Linked DNA regions of Drosophila melanogaster: regions 1 and 3 are each linked to region 2. The links are chromatin contacts, called in public Hi-C maps. All regions are on one chromosome and are shown on one strand. Each heading gives the region's core, a stretch centred on a gene start, on an enhancer-like site or on the middle of the called end of the contact. The rest is flanking DNA. Distances are from core to core; before and after follow the strand shown.

Region 1 (3,632 bases), core at 918-3,417, 170 kb before region 2:
AGCAGTAATGGAGTTGACAGGTAGATGGTATATATATCTATATCTATACAATCAAGTACACCCATTAGTTTCGAATACACATACTACTTCCCAATAATTACACTGTTGGCATAAGTGAAACTCATTAAACATTCAGGGTGTGAACTTAACGCATATGTTTCCAGGCGCACGCTACTGCAATCAATAAATCTACTGATAAAAGGCGCCTTTTGTGCCGATCTAGTGACTAAGAAGCCTGCTCCCCATTTATAAAGGGGAATACTTTAATCGGTTCTATAGATAACTCATTTATTTCGAAGCCGAACACTATTTTGCATCAGCTGAAAAGTAAATCTTAAGTCTTAAAGAACCCTAATTGATAAATGTATCTTGAAATATATAAATATGACGCACAAAATGAGTTGAAAGATACAAACATTGAAAGCTGGTAGAAGTGTGCTATCTAGAAAATGCTGATAAGTTTAGACACAGATGTTGTGAAAACAACAAATATCGAGTTAGATACAAAAGTATCTAGTATATATTGTAGTACCGAGTACACGTAGGTACACGAGGGTTAAGGCCACGTTAGCAGCCAGGCACTATCTGCACTCACTTGCAACCGGTTCCGGTTTGCCCGCATCCTGTTCTCCACCCACTTGCGATGCAAATCAGTCGAAACTATGCGATCCAATCGCCCCCGAAATGGGACACTCTATGTGTACCTGTGATCTTTGGGTTCCGATGCGAGAAAGCGATTGCAAAAGTTGTCTAGCGAGATTCGGTCGAAACGGCTGCCAACTGAATCGTTGGACTTTTCTATGCTTTTTTTTTATCAGCCCCCCCTAATGACCTTGCAAATGAGAAAGTTCCTGCTGACTGGTCACCCTAATGCGAATACGAAAATATTTCAAAATAAACCGGCCGGCATTAAGATGTTGATAGAAAACCCACTAGTCATCTCTTTCGTAACTAAAATCAAAATTTGCATAATTGTTAACAAAAGCGTGCTTAGCGGCCATTGCGTATCTATATTTAAATGTCTTGTAAACATACATTTTCAGATACAAATTGGCACAATCGAATAGAATAGAACTTGAAACGATTATTCTGCGAGTCATTTGATGTTTTACTTCCGCGTCAAAAGAGCAGCAATTTGAGGAATTCGCATGTGTGCGTGTGTGTGTGAGAGAGCGCCATGAAATTGGCATTAAATTTGTGCTGTGGATTGCCCTTTTGACCTTTTCCTTACTTTTCTCTTTCGCACATCGGTGTTCGTCATTCTGTCGTCGTTACTTTTCACTTAAATTATGTAAATACGCGAGCGTTTGTTTATTTCGGATCGATTGCTGCCGATCGCCGAGCGGAACGCACTAATGTCGATCTAATCTAATGATGGCCGCGCCCGCCGAATGATAAACTCTGATCAGGAAGCCAACGCGCACGGAATGGCGTCTTGGAATCAACTAAAAACATTTATTTACCACCTGCTCATTTATATGCTGCAGCCCTATCAGCTGTTCGCTGCGGCGCCCACTATCAGCGCATACGGCCACACTGCGGGGGCGGCAGGGATGCCAAAAATTGATGTGGATAACATAGAAATATTTAAAATTGTGAAATTATTCGATTTTGATAAGTATACTTCTTAACGGAATTCTGATAACAGGTGCAGAAATCCAGTGCATAGTACTATAATTGACATATATTAGAGGATTCGTTGTGCCTTAATCCGCTATTTAAATCAATAAGGATTTATCATAGATTCATTCGTAGATTCTTATCATTATTTTGTACCGACAAATAAGATAATTGGATTCAATAGATATTCATTCAAGCTAAGTGTAGATTAGATTATATAGGTATATCATATTTCCCATTAAGATACTTGCCCATTCCAAAATTGGGTTTTCTGGATTAGACATTGAGATAAGAAACCAGTGTTGAAAACCAACACTGAAAACTGCTTATGAATTTTCAAAAACGCTCGGATAAACACATTGCTAGATAAAACTCAGATCGTTAGACAAACCGGTTCCAAAAATCATTCATTAAGTAAGAGAAAATCGAAATTTTTAGCAAATATGCGGTACCGACATTTTCCAGAACTGGACCTATCGTCGCACAGCTGATCGCCCGCCAATCAGCTGGGCGATAGTTGCCGTATCGATAGCCGACCCATCGATAACGATATGTGTATTTTCCTGCTCTCTCTGCACCAACACAAAACACGCAACTAAATTTCGGTTAAAAACCCCTACTAAAAACAATGCAATCGAAACGGAACCATATAAAGTGATTAAATGGCCAACGCGGCGGAGGCGAAATGCGAGCGCAGTGCATTTTCCGGATGAAATCGCGTTTTCGGGGAAACTTACACAAACATTTTTTTCGTAAGCGCTCTCATGTTGTCTCTTTCGCACAGCAGAATTACTAGTTGCTGTGTGTGTGCGTGCGTGCGTTTGTGTGTGCCGTATGCCGTGTGCCAGTGTGTGCGTGCGTGTGAGTGTGAGTGTGAGTGACTTTGACTGCAGTTCGCGTACGTTTTTTATTAATACACCACATAACAACAATCACAACAACAACAAACAGTAATGGAAACTAAACATATTTAATGCGAGGAGACCAGAAATCGTCTAAAACGGCAAGGCTTTATCACCATCGCCACCACCACCAACAGCACAGCAACAACAACAAATTACTACAGCATATATGCTAGTGTGCGTAAACGTATTTGTGTTAAATAATGTTTAAACTGGCATTTCTGATTTCGCACACAAAACAATATTAAGTTGTAGTCACCAGCAGAGAGGAGCAATTGAAGCAAACGAAAAAGAGGTAAGTGCAAAAAGCAGACAATTGTTATAAACAAAATGTGTCAAAAGTTCGTCATGTCGTCGCGCGCTCTCTCTCTCTTTTTTGCTCGTTCTCCCTCTCTCTCTCCGCTCTGTCCTTCTCTCTCCCGCCACGCCGAAAAGAAATTAATTTTGATATTTTTTCCCTGCTTTTTTGTTGCACTCTCTCGCTCTCGCAAACTTTTAATTTTAATTTGCTATGCGCAGCGAATTCGCGCGCAAAGGCAACAAAAAAAGAGGCAATGCAAAGGCAGCAGCAACAACAATACAGGCAAAGTAATAAACGTCAAAATGCCAGACGGACAATTCCTCTCTCATGCGCTCTTTCCGTCGCTGTGTGCGTGCGTGTGTGTGTGTGTGTTTGGGTTTGCTAGCTTTTTGTTTTTATCAATTATTTAGGTAGGTGTTTGCCTTAAAAAGAATAACTGAAACGCAGAAAAATACCAATACTTGTATACTCCAAGTAAAAAAGGGTGAAAGGACACTATCGGCTCAACAAGGAGAATGCAAATGCTATAAGTAGGAGGGGGAGAGAGAGTCACACGCACACACACCTCAAGCAATTCTGATAAGAACAATTGTTATTTGTTTGAAAGCCGACATTCCAATAGTCCACGTCCATTCGCCCAAACGTTGAAAATAATCGACAAACTTAAATACTATTGTGTTTGTTCGCGAACCCAGAGATGCTTTGCCAACTGATGAAATAAATATGGCCAATGCCGTCAGAATAAAGCGAAAATACCATTGTGGTTGGAATTCTCTTAATGTTAACATTGATTACTCCATTTTCTACTT
Region 2 (3,568 bases), core at 711-3,210:
GTTGTGCTTGATCCTATAAACCATTCTTATAAATATATTGATCCTTACAGCTACTGCAACTCCTCGATGGAGTCCAGACATGGCCCTCCAAGCTCGACAAACTAGCAGACACTCTGGCTGGTTACACGCAGCAAACCAGAGAAGTGGTGGGTCTCTAGCGATTCTAATTACAATATTGCTTAATAATATATGTGTCAATTAGATTTCCAAACCACCATAAAAGCGTAAGCATTTGTTGAACATCTATCTATTTGATTGATGATTAAGTACTGGCTTAACTATAGTACTTGTAGACTAAGTTGATGCATTTGCTTACACTTATGTGTGTGTTTATAATTTCAAGTAGTATTTATTACAAGTGTGTACTTTTTAACAGACGAGAAAAAGTGCCTTCTAAAAGTGCCGGACAAATAGTTAGTGTATTATTATGGTCCGTATTCTTCGCAATTAGCGTGAGGCACTTAAAAACATATTGTTGCATTATATTGTTTTTATAGACCTAACCTACCATATTATTTGAACATTGTCACAGATCAAGAAGGCCGCCTGCATGTTCAAACAGAAGCTGCTACTTTCTGAGAGCTACAAGGGCGCCAAGCAGCTCCACAGCGATGTGGTCTTGATCAAGTCGGCCGAGCACAATGCGATTATGGCCCAGGACTATGGCCTCAAGGAGGTAAGTGCCTATAAAACCTATCTATAGCATTATTTAATGACCATTTCCCTCCAATCCTTGCAGATTTGCAGTGCCCAGATCGACATGCATGTGGTGGAGGGTACACACAGGACCTTCCTCAAGGAGCCGCACACTCTACAGATCATCGAGCGCGTCCTGCGGAAGCGTCCCTAGTGGAAGGGAAGTAGTTCGTACGATTATGCTGATGAATTATCCTGTAGAACTTAATGTACATATACCCTAATCCTATCAATACACGTAGCAATCGCGCATTGATTGTTTAAGAATAATGAACGCATTCAGTACGGTCGAACTTCACTAATCAGAACATTGTCTAATACAAGATAATTTTCCAAATGTATACTATCGCGAGGCATTTCTCACAAAGTAATTGGCTTATAAACGATCGGAGAAGTTCGCTCGTGTTTCCAGTTTTACTCGCGTGGTACTCGCATGATTTCCACGATGAATCACTACGATCCGAACATTCTGACCCGTGCTGGCTGGCTTTATTGACCCGACTTCGGCGTACCTTTCCATAATTGATAATGCCGCCCACTCTATCGCGCTAGTGATCTCGCCAGACGATTAATAATCGACGAAAAAGTGGTCCGACTATGGCGGGCAAATCAAAATTTCTACATCTCCGTCACGCACACAACAGCTGACCACTTATCGCTGTTAATGCGAATTTAAGCGCCGCACAGAGTCCAGCAACAATAACAGAAGTTTACACCAATAACAGTGGCTTTGGAAATCCGAATTAAAAACACCCTGCTGCTGAAAAAATTTTACGCAGTCTGCTTAAACTAGGACCTTTTTGAAATAATAACTAATTCAATTCGGTTAATTAAATAAGAATTTTCCTTTTTGACACTAGCAATAATATTTATACATATTTTCATTGAACCCACATATGTTTTAATAGGTGCTATAAATATTAAAAACCATTCAATCTAATTGATCAATAACCAATCACTTTTAAGCTTAATAAGCGAAAAGTACAAGTAATGGATTTCAGGTAGATTGTGAATGATCAAATGAAATCGTAGATCCGTGAGTAGATCGCCGGTAAACAGCGGCTTATCAATCAGGTCTACGAGGTAAGGTCGAGGATGTCAGCCCAAGCGGCGGACCGAATTCGAAGTACCCTCTGTAGGGGAAGGGCATCGTGCTACGGTTAACTTTTAACAGCGCGAGAGAGCAGCGCAGCGAGAAGCTCTCCAAAAGCTCTTCTTGGAGGCGGCGGGCGTCATATAAAAAGGCCGGCGCTCACCTGATTCTCGCATTTCCGTTCGTCGCAGCATTCCGTCGTTGTCGTGGTTTTACAAGCCGGTACGCTACGTTTGAATCCCAAAGAACATAACTGTGTGTGGCAGAGTAATTTTCAAAAACTAATAGCTACTAACTAAGCTAATAACGGCAGTCAACGGAGAACTTCGAGTCGAAAGCAGTTTCAGTTTCTGGATTATAACGGTTTCCCCATTCAGTCAGGACCAACTGTAAAGGAACACCCCCCACGAAACTGAATTCGAATCCTCCGCGCAGCCCTCCGCCCGCTCCACTCCAAGAACTCGAAAAACAGCTGTCGAGGAATCGCCTGATTTCTAGGTATGTACAAAAAATGGCAGCCGCAGGAATAAAACAGCCCCTGTTCAAATTTGCGTGTGTGTGTGTGCTGGTGTGCTGAGGAGAAAATGAAAACGAAATTTTCGCTGGACAAAAAGTGAATTGCTAACGAAAATAAGAAAAAAAGCAGAAACAACGGAAAAGTGTGAAAAAAATAGGAGAAAAATGGTTAGATCGAGCGTCTCCAAGTGATCATTCGTCAAGTCGACTAAAAATACGAATTACTAAGTTCGCACTTGCTCTCCAGTGCTTTTGACCTTTAGGACCCATAGAAGTGTTGTTCTACTACTCCAAACGCCCCCCAAAACAGCAGTTCCTGCTGCGCTGAGACACCAAATTACACGCTAATTGCAAGATGTGCGGGCGGCGGTGGGGGGAAGTCCAAGTCCCAGTCTCCTCTCGTCTGCTCCATATAGTAGGGGCTTCGCGATAGGGTTTCCCTTTCTAATTGCCATGCAAGAGCTGCTTAATTTCTACGATTTCCTTGGCAGACATCGTTATAGTCCTTTTGCAATTCGGAAATCCTTGCTAAATATTCCCATGTAAATAAGTCCAGTGCCATTTTTGCAACGAACCCAAACCTTCTGAAATGACAAATCCAACAATTTTCCGGTTGCGTGTGCCATTTTCATTATTTTACAACCATGCTAACTGCACAGCCATTAAGACAGTTACTAAAAATGAAATTTGAAATTGCTTTTAATACGAAAATAGGGAAATCTATCTGCGTATTTAGCTAAAGTCAAGCAAACAAACAAATATTATAAATTTTACTATTATTACATTTGAAATTGCAGTGATAAATGTTGCAATAACAATAAGTTGTTTGCTTAAATACAAAATCAAATTCAAAAGTTAAGCACCTAAAGTAAAATACTTTTCAGAAATTGCTTAGCTCTACCAGCTGAATGCTCAAAAAGTTGAAAGTGAGTTATCAAGCGATCGCTTTGCATAAAACAACAACACCCAGCAACCCATAAAGGCGGCCACACGCCCCAATTCCGCAGCCAAAAACAAACAAGAATCGTGCGATTGTGTGATTGGAAAATTTCGAGTGTCTGGCTAATCTTTATCGGCTAATAGAGTCGTCGCTTCCTGAAGAACACGCGTCCGCCGCCGATCAAACATTTCCGATACAGGTGCACAGTCGTATGAGTAGGCAGCGCTGCCTTATCACTCTTATCACCACCAGGCCGTTTCGGAATCGCCCCATGGCCTAGTCTCAGTCAGAGACGTTATCATCTTGTTCATGAACTTGAAGCG
Region 3 (3,279 bases), core at 358-2,857, 250 kb after region 2:
CGTTTCCGAGCTGGACTTTAGGTGGTTCAACCGGATGACATCGCCACCGGTGACATTTGGCGACACGGCACTGGCCAAACTCCAACTGGACATGTCGTGATTTCAAGATTTCTAGATTTCTATATGTTGTCTAGCACTTTTGTTACTTCGGTTTCACTTTTAGTTATCTCTTATATTGTTTTAGCTTGCGTTCTCCATTTAATTTGCGCTTTCCGTTTGTTCGTCGTAGGCCTGCTTTTTGCGTTAATTTTTGAGGCGCGTCAAGAAATTTGAATAAATAATATTTTGTATTTCGCGGTGTTTGAGTGTGTGCGTGCCTGTTGCTCATTTGAATTTTAATTTCGCTCTCCGCGTGTCTATGTGTGCGTGAGTTCATTCGCATTCTATCCTATGCCAAGGGCGTTGGGGAGGGGGGCTTAAAGGGGGCAGGGCTCTGGGAGACCGGCAGACAACCCATTTAATAAAAATTCGAACGGCGGAGAACACTCGGTCGCCTGTTGCTAATCAGACCATGCCCCAAAACAAGAATAGCGCACCAACACACATGGTCTCACATGTAAAACGAGAGAGTATCACACAGGGGCGGACTTAAAACCTATTCAAGGGGGTTGGAGTTAAATTTTGAAATTATTTGTGTATCTGAAGACATGCGGGCATAGTAAACACATACGACAAATTACAGTATCTACATTTTCTCAAAACCCCCTTTCTACGCCACTGGCATAAACAATGTTTGTTGTTATTGCCACACGTAGAGTCGCCGCTCACAAAGAACGTGCTCTGCGGGGGAGGAGGAGGGAAGACACCAGATTATTGCGCTACAGCAAATGCGGTCCGGCCTATGAATACTTTTCATGGAATTACAATATATTGTAAAGACAATATTTCTTTTATATATTAATTTTAGCTCTATAATTCTATTCCTTTTTTACCAAATGCACAATATATTATGTGGCTTCGAAGTGACTCCAAAAGTCGATATGCCCCTTGTTTTGGTTTTGCTGTGTAGCGCTCGCAAATGCACTCGATCTTCTTCTTTATGATGCAAATCGTGTGTATTTATGTATAATTTAGCACGTCGCTCTCTTTAGCCTTTGTTTTGAGTAAGTGAGACGCACTTTTAATCGCACTAGGCCCTATTTTCATGCCCTGCTCCCCAAAAAGCAGCTGATTTATCTGCGAGTGTATGTGTGTTAACCTAGCCGCCGACTTATTGGGCCCTCCTTCATTTCCACGTCTTTCGCGATTGGTAGTAGACAGCCTAACTAAGTGTTTAGTATGTAGTGCTCACTAAAAAGTATATCAGGTTCTGAGGCATTTTGCGGCTTATCAGGGACATGGGTGTTGGCTGCGACGGGTGTAGGGGTGATGGGGGCCAAAGGCTACCAAAGGCAAACCACAAAAATATTCAGTTCGATTCCGAGCGATTATCACTGTGGCAATGCAACAACTGATAAGCCGCCAAGTGCAGCTCACACACTTCACACACGCACACACAGTACTGCTACTGGACTGAGAATTACCGCGCGTAATTATATAGATGGCTATATCTTGTGTAGAACCGAAGAACAGCGCGATCTTTAGCGGCCGTTGGCATGGCACGGAATGAAAATGAATTCAGGAAAGTTGAAAATATGAACTGCGCTGATTAGTATTAGTTCTCACAGATAACGAGGGGAGAGCGCGAGAGCGCCGCAATCAGCTGTCTTTCCAATGACAAGCGAAACCCCTCGCAGAGCGACGCCCATGGTTTTTGTTTACGACTCTCTCTTCTGCGGGGGTGTTTTTTTCTTCTAGCTCGTGTTTTCACTGCTCTTTTTGTTTTTTTTTGAACTCCTGATGCGGGGAGGTTTTCCCATCCCAACTCCTTTGTTTTCCTGCCCGCCAGTGTGCAATTACAAGTCGCAGTCAAACAAAGAACGACGAAAAACCAGTCAAACCAGTTTTTTTTTATGACTATGACAGTGCTCATCTGGTAGCTGCCCGCCACAATGTTTGAAGTAAATAATGCGTATATACTTTGTTTGCCAAAATCACCTAAATGCTGTGCTATTTTCTTAGAATTGTCTTTTCATCAACTTCAGAATTTGAAATAAAACGTTTTTCTGCGTTTACCATCTGGCAACTTACACCAAACATTCAAAAAAAAAAAGGCGTTAGCACATTTATCGATGCACCAAAACCCACCACTAAGCTGCAGCATTGCCATACTCGATTTTTAGTTACACCCAATGGCGGGAAAATTTAAATTCTTATTGTTAGAATAGTGTTAGTAGAGTTTCGACCATTTACTTTTTTTGTTAATATGAAAAAGGGGTTGCCTAAGTTCTTCTAATCTACAGTCTATCTTTCTTTTAACTAAACATGCTGAATTTAAGAGAAAAACTAATTAATTTCAAGAAGAATTTCTTATGAATACACCTCGATTTCCCATTTATCAGGCGCCGACCTTACCATTCCCACGCATCTGACGTCCGAAAAACAATGCGTGCAGTAGAGCTTTTGCGTAAAAGCTCGCAGTAAATGCAAACGCAAAGGTTGGCAGTCGGCAATTGTTATCATTCGGCCAAAAACGCTTGTTGCTTCAACTTGTCCCGGACTCCGTGTCGGCTACGTAACTTTTCGCACCTACCGGTTGAATTTCTGAATCGATTGATCGTCGTCTGCGAACGGATTTTGGCGCGGAACTCAAAGCAATTAAAATTCGAAATTGAATTAGTGATTAAATTATGCCTGCACGACAGGTAATGTGAACGGAAGGAAGAAATTAAAATTGATGCATAATATTTTTAGTGCAAGTTTGTCCAAAGTGCGTTCGGTGTTCCGCGTGAAAGAAGCGGAAACGGAAATTGAATAAATTGCAATGCAAATCATATGCATAAAGGGAGTGAGCCGTTAATTTTGGTGAAAAAGTGAAGGAAATCCTAAAAAATGCAAATCAAGTAGAATTCAAAATAAATATCCAAAGTGTAAACAAAAAGTGGAAATTGTTTGTGAAATAGATATTAATAAAAGCGTAAACGGACGAGCGGAAATATAATTATTTTGCAAATATCCCGCATAAGTGCCGAGTGTTGGAATATCCATTTCCCGCCCCCGAAAACCACCCAGTGTTTGTTTCTTTTATTTCTAAAAAATTATACAAATTCGACGAGTGAATGTTTACCGGCCAGTGGTCGGGGGAAAAACAAAGAGCCCGTAAGAGTGTTGGGCGTAAACAAAAACTTGAAAACTTATAATTATTGCCTGCGAGGCCATCAGCTGAAAAGTCAACAATTC

What was found. Hi-C and Micro-C count contacts between places; a contact is called where the count stands out from the background.
Region 1: a contact with region 2 is called in a Hi-C map of the Kc167 cell line, with 6 times the contacts expected there. The contact joins the promoter of lilli here to the promoter of FASN1 in region 2. A contact is called at or near these places in 3 of 107 Hi-C or Micro-C datasets (the Kc167 cell line, the Sg4 cell line and larval brain).
Region 3: a Hi-C map of the Kc167 cell line shows a contact between it and region 2, with 2.3 times the contacts expected there. The contact joins the promoter of CG9663 here to the promoter of FASN1 in region 2. A contact is called at or near these places in 7 of 107 Hi-C or Micro-C datasets (the Clone 8 cell line, the D17-c3 cell line, the Kc167 cell line and 3 more).

The regions. Positions count from the first base shown.
Region 1 is chr2L:2,883,762-2,887,393 of dm6, forward strand. It overlaps lilli (lilliputian), which reads left to right and starts at 2,168. Exons shown (of 12, transcript NM_078740.3): 1 at 2,168-2,817. NTPase (NTPase,) reads right to left here and starts at 2,089. Exons shown (of 4, transcript NM_164515.3): 1 at 1,872-2,089.
Region 2 is chr2L:3,054,638-3,058,205 of dm6, forward strand. FASN1 (Fatty acid synthase 1) reads left to right here and starts at 1,961. Exons shown (of 6, transcript NM_134904.3): 1 at 1,961-2,287. FASN2 (Fatty acid synthase 2) reads left to right here. Exons shown (of 7, transcript NM_001273057.2): 5 at 51-146; 6 at 533-676; 7 at 740-1,506. The coding sequence ends at 850.
Region 3 is chr2L:3,301,523-3,304,801 of dm6, forward strand. It overlaps CG9663, which reads right to left and starts at 1,608. Exons shown (of 8, transcript NM_134916.4): 1 at 1,524-1,608; 2 at 1-231. The coding sequence starts at 93. CG3277 reads left to right here and starts at 2,578. Exons shown (of 15, transcript NM_134918.4): 1 at 2,578-3,279.